2 separate regions of the Mus musculus genome follow, and region 2 is linked to region 1. Evidence: chromatin contacts called from public promoter capture Hi-C data. All regions are on one chromosome and are shown on one strand. The core of a region is the stretch at or near the end of the contact, and the rest is flanking DNA. Distances in the headings are between cores, read along the strand shown.

Region 1 (5,267 bases), core at 1,015-3,514:
CCGACATGTGTGTGCCCTAATCTGTTAGGGATCAGGTAGGTGGTGGGGCTGGAAGAGTTATCAACTCTGGTTTCCTTAGCTTCATGGTAAGTCCCATTAGTGGCATGACTCAAATGTCACATGCACTTTCTGTAGGTGGTGCTCAAGCAGAGATCTGACCAGGACACTGATAGGAAAGAGGAGAGCAATGGCTATTTGTTTATGAGCATTCTAGTTATGACCATTTGCAATCCAATTGTATTATTGCTGCTGCTGTTTCAGGACTGCTGCTATCGCTGTGATTCTTCGGTTTCACATTCTTCCCCACATGGCTGTGTGTATTCTCCCTCCTCCCCTCCTTCCTCCTCTTCCTCCCTAGCCCTCCTTCTGGTTTTGGATGTAGAGGAAGACACTTGGAGCGATAGCCTTAGGTTCTGATTTTCCTTATCTTTCGTTGTCTGAAAAATTAGTTGCCAAACATACTTACTGTTCTACATCATGTTAGGAAGACCAATGCCAAGAGGGGGATCACACATTAAGAGCTCACAGACACACAGTGTTGTTGCTGAGGTGTTCTGTGCACTCGGCTGGAAGCTGGTGACTTAGTTATCAATGCTATCCACAGAGACTGATGTCTAGACTTGGATGATGGGTCCACAGAGGAAATAAAAAGTGACAGTTTCTTTTCTTCTACCTTCCCCAGCATCCCCAGGGCTGTCTGTCCCTCCAGGGCCCTGTCTCTACAGAAGTGTTAGGTGTGATCCACTGGGCTCCACTGTCCTTCCTCAGGGAAGCCAGCCATCAGTCACAGGTTGCCAGCAGTCTACACTGACACCTTCCAAATGCACAAGCACTCCCAGCCTTTCCCATGTGGGCTCTTTGATAATCTCTGTTATTATGAGTTTTTGTGCTCAAAATAGGTTTGGTGTAATATTTATTATAATATTTAATATTTATTTGGTAATATTTAGTTTATTAATATATATATGTATGCATATATGTATATTTATGTGTATGATGCTAGGTTCAAAACAGCTGTGTCTTAGCATGAAAAATAACAGCTAACCCATTAAATGATTTGTTATGTGGTTCCAATTCATCACCTAAGGGAGGCAAGCACTGGTTTGAAGAAGAGCCTGTTGAAGAAAGTAACTGTTTACAGTCTTTAGAAAGTTTAAGATCCTCACACACTACATGCTGCATTTGCTGCTGTGGTAGTTACTACCATCCAACAGAATTATCCCGGCAGGCAGCTCTTGCTCAGGCCTGTCCTTGTAGAGGCCTCTGCACATCCCTAGGCGATGCTGGCAGGAGTGACATCAGAAGCCCATACGGTCATCTCTCTACGTGCACCATGTTCGAGTGTTTAATCATTGGAGATAACATAGACCCCAGAAAGCTTTTCTCTGTGAATTTAAACGCGTGCCCAAAATCAAGGCTAAATTTGATGGCACTTAGGAGCCAGACACATTGGGTGTGCTGTGCCCTAATGGGGCGATCTTGGACCGGTCACTGGCTGCGTGTGGGTTTTCTTACCTGTGAAGCAGGGATAGATAAGGGCTATCCCTACTTCACAAGGCTGTAAAGGTTAAGTGAATGACCATCTGTGATGTGCCTGTCAGGGCATAGAGCAAGACCTGTATTCTAACCAGTGGCCCACGCTGTCCTTGTTGCTAGTGGTTTGTTATTGTTGCTTCCTGGGTGTGAATCCCGACTTGTAATCTCGCTCCTGAAGATTTGGGTAGAAACCCAAATAGCACCGACGAGATTTGTGCCTAGAACAGAAGCTTAAAGCAACCAGTCATGGAGATGCAGCCTCCGAGAGTATGGGTGGAATGCTTGTTTTGTACATAAGAATATTGACTCTGTCCCTCAAGAGTGAAGTTGGAATGTGTGAAAAAGTTTGAAAACGTAAGGACAGTGCTTGCGTTGTTCAGGCGTAGCACTTAAAACTGGTGTAACAGACTAAAGACCTTGGTTTATGTTATAAGCCCTCTTTGTAACAGGTATTGCTGTTATATTGCGAAGAAGCCTGTCTAGGCCACTGGTGTGCCTGTGGGTAGTTACCTTGACATGTTTAGGGGTTTTCAATTTGCTTAGTAACAGAAGCACTTACAATTTTGCTTAATTTAAGGAGTCTCGCGTTCATTCCAGGGAAGTCTCCAGAACAGCTTGCTAACACTTCTCTCCTGTATTTTGAATTGAATGTTGTAGAAATCCGCTCTCAGGAGGAAGTGTGCCGTCTGCAAAATCGTGGTCCACACAGCCTGCATTGAGCAACTAGAGAAGGTAAGCGAGCGCCACCTGCTGGCGAGTGTGTTGGCTTCGGTCACTTACCAAGATCTGGTGTCAATGTCTAACTTTTTAAAAAACAAAACCAAAAATTGTTGAGTTCAGGATGACTTACCAGAATAACAATGAAAAGACAATATATAAAGGTCAGCCATGGTCTTGTTTTCCTGGGTTTAATTTGATATTATGTTGCATTGAACTTTGGGAAAGCTTGGCAACACTTACAATAAGCCTTTTAAGATTGTAGCTTCCATATGTTTCTCTCGGTGAGTTCACATATTCCTAAAGGAGCTCGAAGGGAGAGTTAGCCAAGCCAGCCGAAAGCAGCTCCCAGATGCTGCTGCAGACCTCACGGGCAGCAGTTTTTGCTGGTGCAGCATGAAATGTGTGGCTAAGCCAGGAGTGGCATCCCAAGGGTGGTGTCTTGTCTCCAGAAGTGGATTCTGAACTGTCTATTCATTTACCATCTGGGGGGAAGGGCAGAGCTCTGCGAGAGAGCTGCTTGCTGCTCTCATTTATAATTCCTCCTCCGTGTCCAGGCGAGACACTGAGTGGGATCTATATTCGTGCGCTGCCCTTGGCAATCACGGTGGGACTATTTTAGCTTTGTACAATGTTTGCTTAGCTTCGCCAGCACCTCCAGCTGCTGTCAACCTATATCTCACAGCCATGCCTAACACTTGGACTAGATTTTTCTCGTCTGCACTCTACTTCACTTTATACAGGAGCAAAAGAGCTCACGAGGACACTTCTCATCCACAGAGCAAGGCAGTGCTGAGTCCTTTTACAGGGAATATCTGTGCGTGTGTTTGAATGGTTATCACAGCAGTTAGGACTTCTCAGGTTTATATTTTCTACTTTAAAAAAAAAAGCAAAAAAAAAAAAAAAAAAAACCCAACTTACCCGGATGACTTCAGCTGCCATGTACTTTACCTGTGACTTTGGTCTCCATTTTTCCAGATTCATGGGCTAAGAACGTTTTTGTTTGTTTGTTTGAAGTTAGACTGCATGGATGAGAATGCAGGACTGCCGACTGGAGGTGTGAAATGGCACTGTACCTCTGTGGATCGTCTAGTGAGATGCTTCGGGAGAGTAGGAGCAGGCTAGAACGGATTCCTTATTCTTCCTGGGCTTGGTTTATAGCCTTCATGTCTACCACTATTGGTTGCTTTCTGGTCTCAGGTAGCTCTCTTCAACCTGTTGCTCGTCACTAACATTAACATACTTTTCTCTTCAAATGGCAGATTAATTTCAGATGTAAACCAACATTTCGGGAAGGAGGCTCCAGATCGCCAAGAGAAGTGAGTTTTGTGAGTTGTTTCAGAGAGCACCTTGAACTCTCCTAGGTTCACCGAATCTCCCAGGGATTCACCTAGGATTGACAAATGAGGTCTGTCTCCCCTCATTATACAGCAGTTTCTTCTTAATGTGTCAATAAGGACAAAGAGTCTCCAAGATTCTTCGGTATACTGTACTTTATTCTGTCAGTGGAGTGGGTTTGGGAGCCAGAGTCTTAACGCATGAAATGGAAAAGTGGGGTTGGGGGAGTTCCCCATTATTCTAGACAGTTTAGAACTAGGGTCTGAGTTGTACTCTCTAGTCCACAAAAGGAGGATGAGGAAAAGGAGGGAGGGAGGGAGGGAGGGGGGGAGGGAGGGAGAGAGGGAGAGGGGGAAGAGGAGGAGGAGGAAGAGAAGGAGGGAGGGAGGGAGGGAGAGAGAGAGAGAGAGAGAGAGAGAGAGAGAGAGAGAGAGAGAGAGAGAGCCAGATAATGGGCTTTCTGAGAGATGTGGGCACTGATTGAATCTTTTAGGACTCTTCTAGGGCAAAGGGTGCGATGTGAGATACAGGGAGACAACCATTTAGACAGAAACAGCAGCAGCACATAAGCCTAGGTGAGAGCTTAGTAAGATGCATTACTTGGGAGGAGAGTTAGAGCTAGACAGTGGAAGTCAGGCTTCCACTTCCTTGGACGCAGGCTGGAAGTCATCAGGGATTTGCAGGTTCGCACTGCGCTATCTAAGTAGAATATATTATGCTGCCTGCAGTGTGGAGGGAACATCATGAGGGTCGATGCTGTTGGGGACATAGAGACAATTAGAGCAGCTCTTGCCATAGAGGTTAAGAAATAATTGTGTCTGAGCTGAGAGAAACATGCTTGCTAAGATGAGTTTACAGGTGTAAAGTTGGCAAGAATTAGTGAAGGATTTTGGGTGTGTGGGGAGTTATCCTTATAAATCAAGCTTCCATTGAGCAAAACTGATTCATTGTTGTAAGAAGGTTATTTGAGGAATGAATCTGATGTGAAGATGCAGAATATTTGATCACATTGTGAACCCTAAGATTGTGGACTGGTTGTGGTATGGCTCAGCTACCACAAACCTTTTATCCAAGAGTTGTCTGTTTATTGTAAACAGGTTGTTGTGGTGTGGTCAGCCCTAGCACACAGCTTTGCTTTGCTCTTCTCTCCCCTCCCCTCCCCTCCTCTCCCCTTTCCTTTCCTTTTCTGTTTTTTTGGGTTTTGTTTTGTTTTTTGTTTTTTTTCGAGGCAGGGTTTCTCTGTGTAGCCCTGACTGTCCTGAAACTCACTCTGTAGACCACACTGGCCTTGAACTCAGAAATCCACCTGCCTCTGCCTCTCAAGTGCTAGGATTAAAGTTGAGTGCCACCACTGCCCTCACACACAGCTTTAATGCAAAAATCTTTTTGTAAATGGATTAAATAAAGGCCAGATAGATAAAGAGGCAGAGCAAGCAACCAGTTGACAGGGAAAGAACATAAGAAAACCCAGGAAAGGGAAAGGAGGGTTTTGAGTTGAAGGGTATTTAAAACAGGATGGAGTGGGGGAGGTTTTTTTCCTGCTGGGACATCAGTGGTATAAAAAAGTCACCTGGGTACTTTCTGACAGCAGGTTTTCACCCCAGCATCTTGCTCTTCTGAGTCTTCATTGGTAAAATTGAACAACTAGGATTTAAAAAACAAAGCAAATCAAAAAA
Region 2 (4,777 bases), core at 1,402-3,901, 1.0 Mb before region 1:
CTGCCCACGGTAGTCAGGTCCCCTGAGCTCTGGACTGGAAGTGGAACTGTGTTCCTGCCAGCCTCTGTAATGACTGAAGAAATACAGGGTTTTGAAAACATGAAGGAAATGAGAGTTTCCCCCCATTCCTGATTTAGCTATTATTTCTTTGTCTGAAGTCTGCCATACTCACTTTGGGCCAGAGAGAGGTTACCTCACAGTGTGCTTCTGACGTCACATTTCTCGGCCTCCGACATTATGACATTCTGCATCCTGGTGCCTGAAGGAAACTCTGGGAAATTGTACACTAACAGGGAGTTGAACCATGAAGCTCTTCGTCAGATGAATGAATACTTTTGATTGGACAACAGATAATGGGTTAGAGTTTGGGCTGGGGTGGTGGTGGTGGTGGTGCTCAGCCTAATCAAAACTGTGTGTCTGCAAGTTTGAAGAAAATGGAGACAGCTAGAACAAGCCCCCAGACTGCAATCACTGGCTCCAGAATTGTCTTTGCCCTTCTCACCTGTTCCTGGAAACTGGGGCAGCCAGTGCTTATCTGCACACTCCAGATGAGAAGGCATACAGGAGGGGGCCCACTGATCTTTGTCAGATGGCCTGCAGGCACTCTGCAGAGGATGGAAGAGGAGACCCCTGTTCTGGGCTTATTTATTAATCTTGATTTAATACGTTCTCTTCCCAAGCTGGAAGATCCTCTTTCCAGGCCTCTCTAACCAAGTCTCAAATATCCAGGCAGAGTTTTAGTATGACATTGTGTGATGAATGCAAATCAACACACAGAATAAATGGCTCTTTCTCACCTTATGTCATGAATGTTTTGGACATCAAGCATCCTAATGGTACCTCCTTTGTACAATGCCAAAATGAGCCTCGGTGTCAGAGGATACAACAAAAACAGCAATTTTGATGCCTTTGAAATGATGAAGGGATTCTACCTGTATTTTTACTCTTAGAACAGATACAACTTTAAAGGGTGTCACAACCAAAGGTGGAGTGGAGTGTGGCATGCAGGCTCTGTGGGGGCGCCAGTGCTCAGTTAGTTGTTGGTTATTTAAAGCACACTCAGTTTGCACTCATTTCCCCTAAACAACTGGCACAGCAGGTTGACCATCCTTAAACTGCTGTGAAACATGCCACGTCCTGCAGGCGTCCAGTCAATCATCCAGTGTGCTCCCCTAAAAAACGTCGTCCTCAACATGTATTAATTATTAAAGTGCTCCAAAATGAAAGTTAAGTTTAATGTCTGTCCTTTCCTTCTAATTTTAGAAGTTCTGTTGAGAAACACAAACTGCAAATTTAAGTCAGCATTTTTAGGACAGAGTGCTTGGAGAAGTGCTTTTTTGCAGTCTCCTTTGTTGCTGATTTCATGTGTCCGATTCCTTCTGTATGTCATTCTTGTTAACAAGACCATAACCTCCCCGACCTGACACCTCATATGATCTCTGCTTCTAAAAATCAGGTGTGATCCTACTTGAAAACAACCCTTGAGGAGGGCGCCTCGGTCACTGTGAGCATGTCAGAGGCTTTCTGTGTAGATGTCCTGCCATGGGTGATGTGTGATCTACCAGTGGCTGGGTTCACCCATCAGTAATCAGAGCAAGACAAATGAGAGCAAAGCCCCATGTGACTCCTCCTACTGCTGTGTTGTTTCAAACTTACCAGGTCCTCTGTCAGTTTCAGAGGTCACCTGTGAAGCATCTTTTTTTTTTTTTTTTCTTTTTTTGCTCCCAACTTCCTGACACTAGATGAGTCAGCAGACATGAGTCCTGACTTCCAAGAGATTTTAGAATCTAAGCTGGATAGTACAGACAGGTATAAAAGATGGATGCTATAGATAAGCAGGGTGGCTTAGATACCCATAAAATGCAAAAGGCACAGGTGTGTTGAATATTCAGAAGTCAAAGAAATTACATGTTTGGGATTGATGAGTCTTTAGGGCAGAAGCCAGCTGCAGAAGCCACTTTGATGTTACCCAAGCCACAGCGCTAGATAAGCCTCACAGTTGTCCAGGGGAAGGGTTTAGGAATTGGGTCTTTTGTCCAAGTGACTTCGGTCTTAAGAAGAAATAGTGTTGGGAGGGAACCTGTCTAGTAACAGAGCTAGCAAATGTCCAGGCTGGTGAAGATCCGCTGAGCAAGAGCCCTGGTGTGGGGAAAGGGAGGTCAGAGTACCAGGAACTGCTGATGTCTGCTCTAAAGTACTTGAGTGGTGCTAAGCTGGGCCTTGCAGAGCTTAGCTTATAGCAGACCTTGAGCCTCCTTGGTTACAGCAGGTTGTGGATAAGTTACATCGGGCTTCATCATCTATACCTCCATTTTTTCCTCCAGTTTTTAATTTACTTTCGGAGTTTGTGTTGATTTTGATGGCACGTGACTTTTAAGCAGTAGGATTTTGCCAAGCAGAATTTTTGAAGGCATGAGGCCAGTGACCCAAAGCACAGGTGCAAGTGTGCCTGGAAGGCTTCCAGCCAAAACCAGTAATTCCCTGCTTTCTTGTATACAGAGTGTTCACTGCTATTTCAGATCTTGGTGAGTGTTCCAGTAACCAAGCCAGTCCCCAGGACACTAGTCTACGTTGGCAGGACTTCACAAGTTAATCATTCCTTAGGCCTCCCTTGGCCCTTTCATCCTGGATTCTTAGGTGGGAATCAGACACTTAGAAAGATGTTGGGTCAAGGTTCTAGGAGCAGGACAGAGTGTTCCTGTCATAGTACACACTAAGTTTCCCACTAGCAGAGTCCTCGCCATGTCATTTCTACCTCCAAAGTCATCAGAGCCTGCTTGTCCACATCTGGTCCAGGTGGGAGTACAAGGAAGGCTGCTTCTACACCCATGAGCACAAATACGTCTGTGTGGGACAGTCCACTGAACGTCGTCATTTAGTCCAGCCCATTGCAGGCATTCCTGGAACAGGTGAGAGGGTTTCTACTTCCCATGAAGTATATAGGCTTACACTCATCACCTCGTAAACAAGAACGGGCACATTTCAGGTGGCTTATTTTGTGGGGGAGGGTGCTGGAAGGGGTTGGTGGTGATTGTGGGTGTCTAAACTGGAATTCTTTTGTCCATGTTAAAAAGACTTGAAAACTGAAACGTCACGGTACAGTGTTAATTCACGCCTGTGTGTGTAACAGGACACTCAGCAATTATCTTAAGAACACACAGCAGCATTGACGTGTAGAAAGAGAATAGTAAATGCCTTTGGGAACACGGTTGAGAGCCAGCCAGGACGCAAGGGGAGCAATGAATGTCTGTGTCTGATATGCTCCTCCCAGGTTGGTGTCCCACTGGACAGGTCACAATGCAGGCTGCCTGCTTTGCCTCCTCCTGTGTTTCCCTGCTCCAGGGCCACTTCCAGGGATTACATGGAGGATCACCGATGTCTTTTCTCATGCCCACCAGATATCAAGTACTCATGACTTGACTCCCAAATGCGCCGTTACAGGGCTAAGTTAAAGCCAGACTTTAAAGTTCTGTCACGGTGGTAAGGAAAGAAACAGGAGGTGCTAGAGGAACCAAGAGTTCTGGTCATTAACTCAGTCATGCCGAGCACCAGGGCGCTGGTTCTGAAACGGTTAAGAGAAAGGCTCTGGGCTTTGCTCCCATCTCTGCACAGCGCACTGTGGAGCAGAGAGGAGGGAGACAGGAGTAGGGTTATCAGGGAAGCTTGCTCTGCCAGGCTGCTCCAGGATGCCAGCTTGTCTCTGACTCGGTTGAGGTCCATGCTCTGACTTTCTGCACCCTCGTGCTAGGCGATTCGTGTTACTATACAAAACCGCAGAAGGAATTGGGCCACCTGTGGCATCAAGACTGCAACTTGACAATCACGGTTTGCTGATCTCAAACGGGCACTTAAAGCCTGGTATGGGTGTGTGATTTAGTGACTGAGCCTGCCCTTCTGTTTGTCAGTTACGTTTCTACCCTTCAATTAGCTGCACTGTTTTCTAATGTGCTGTAGAGTTTGGAAATAATTTATGCAAGTGTTTGGTTCCCATGTTTACAATTTTTACAGCTTTCCTAGGATTTTAAAATGGAAATGTCAATAAATGCTACGAATCGGTGTGGAAGCTGTTCTTTGTGGTTCATTCCTTGGGAACACGGTGGCTTTGTAGTTTGTCAGTGGTGGTTTTTTATGCTGAGGTGACCTTTGGTTCTCTGGTTTTGAGTGCCTGCTAAGAATACCTAGTGTGGTTCTCCAAGGACTTCAGTTCACAGCATTCCATTCCTGGGAGCTGGCAGAACTGTCCCCACTTGCAGCAGTGGTACCATGCCCGCTTGCTGCTGTCCAGTGGCTCGGCTGGTGTGCCCTTAGAGCAGATGCCAGCACAGTGAAAAGATAGGACACTGTGGTGTAAAAAGGCAAATGAGAAGGGCAAAGGTCATTCCACCTTGAAAAGACAATTAAGAGGGCAAACAAGGGGTTATTTTTGAAACCCAAGAAAACGAAACTCCCTGACAACCTGAGAGCAGAAGAACGCAGAAAACAGAGGACCCCAGTAACTAAGAAAAACACGGAATCCTAGGGGCCACAAACATGGACAGCTTTGTATAAAAGACCTTGCGAATGGGGAAGCTGTGGAAAAGATCCTGGAACCCTGTCATTCACAGCTGTGTTTTAAAACGTGCCAACAAACTAATCTTGTCAGGTAGACAATGCTAGACAGCTGGGGTAGACAACAGGATACTGCCATGTCTCTTGCAGTCCTGCCTTGTGCATGACCTGTTCTGTATGACTGGGACCCGCCACGCTGCTGTGAGGGCATGGCTCCTGCTCACAGTGA

What was found. Promoter capture Hi-C pulls out the DNA fragments that hold promoters and counts their contacts.
Region 2: a promoter capture Hi-C map of 3T3-L1-derived adipocytes shows a contact between it and region 1, with 4 times the contacts expected there. The contact joins the promoter of Atp6v0a4 here to the enhancer-like site in region 1. A contact is called at or near these places in 12 of 39 promoter capture datasets (the 3T3-L1 cell line, 3T3-L1-derived adipocytes, the HPC-7 cell line and 7 more).

What each region holds. Positions count from the first base shown.
Region 1 is chr6:37,094,553-37,099,819 of GRCm38.p6, reverse strand. It overlaps Dgki (diacylglycerol kinase, iota), which reads left to right. Exons shown (of 34, transcript NM_001081206.2): 4 at 2,194-2,268; 5 at 3,516-3,572. Among named protein-coding and RNA genes, the nearest start is that of Gm52857, 190 kb to the right of the region's middle. Within about 2 kb of position 2,264, at least 39 of the 459 cell types and tissues checked have an H3K27ac peak or open chromatin away from gene starts, as enhancers often do.
Region 2 is chr6:38,122,460-38,127,236 of GRCm38.p6, reverse strand. Atp6v0a4 (ATPase, H+ transporting, lysosomal V0 subunit A4) reads left to right here and starts at 2,651. Exons shown (of 21, transcript NM_080467.3): 1 at 2,651-2,909. It overlaps D630045J12Rik (RIKEN cDNA D630045J12 gene), which reads left to right. Exons shown (of 20, transcript NM_194061.3): 20 at 1-4,063.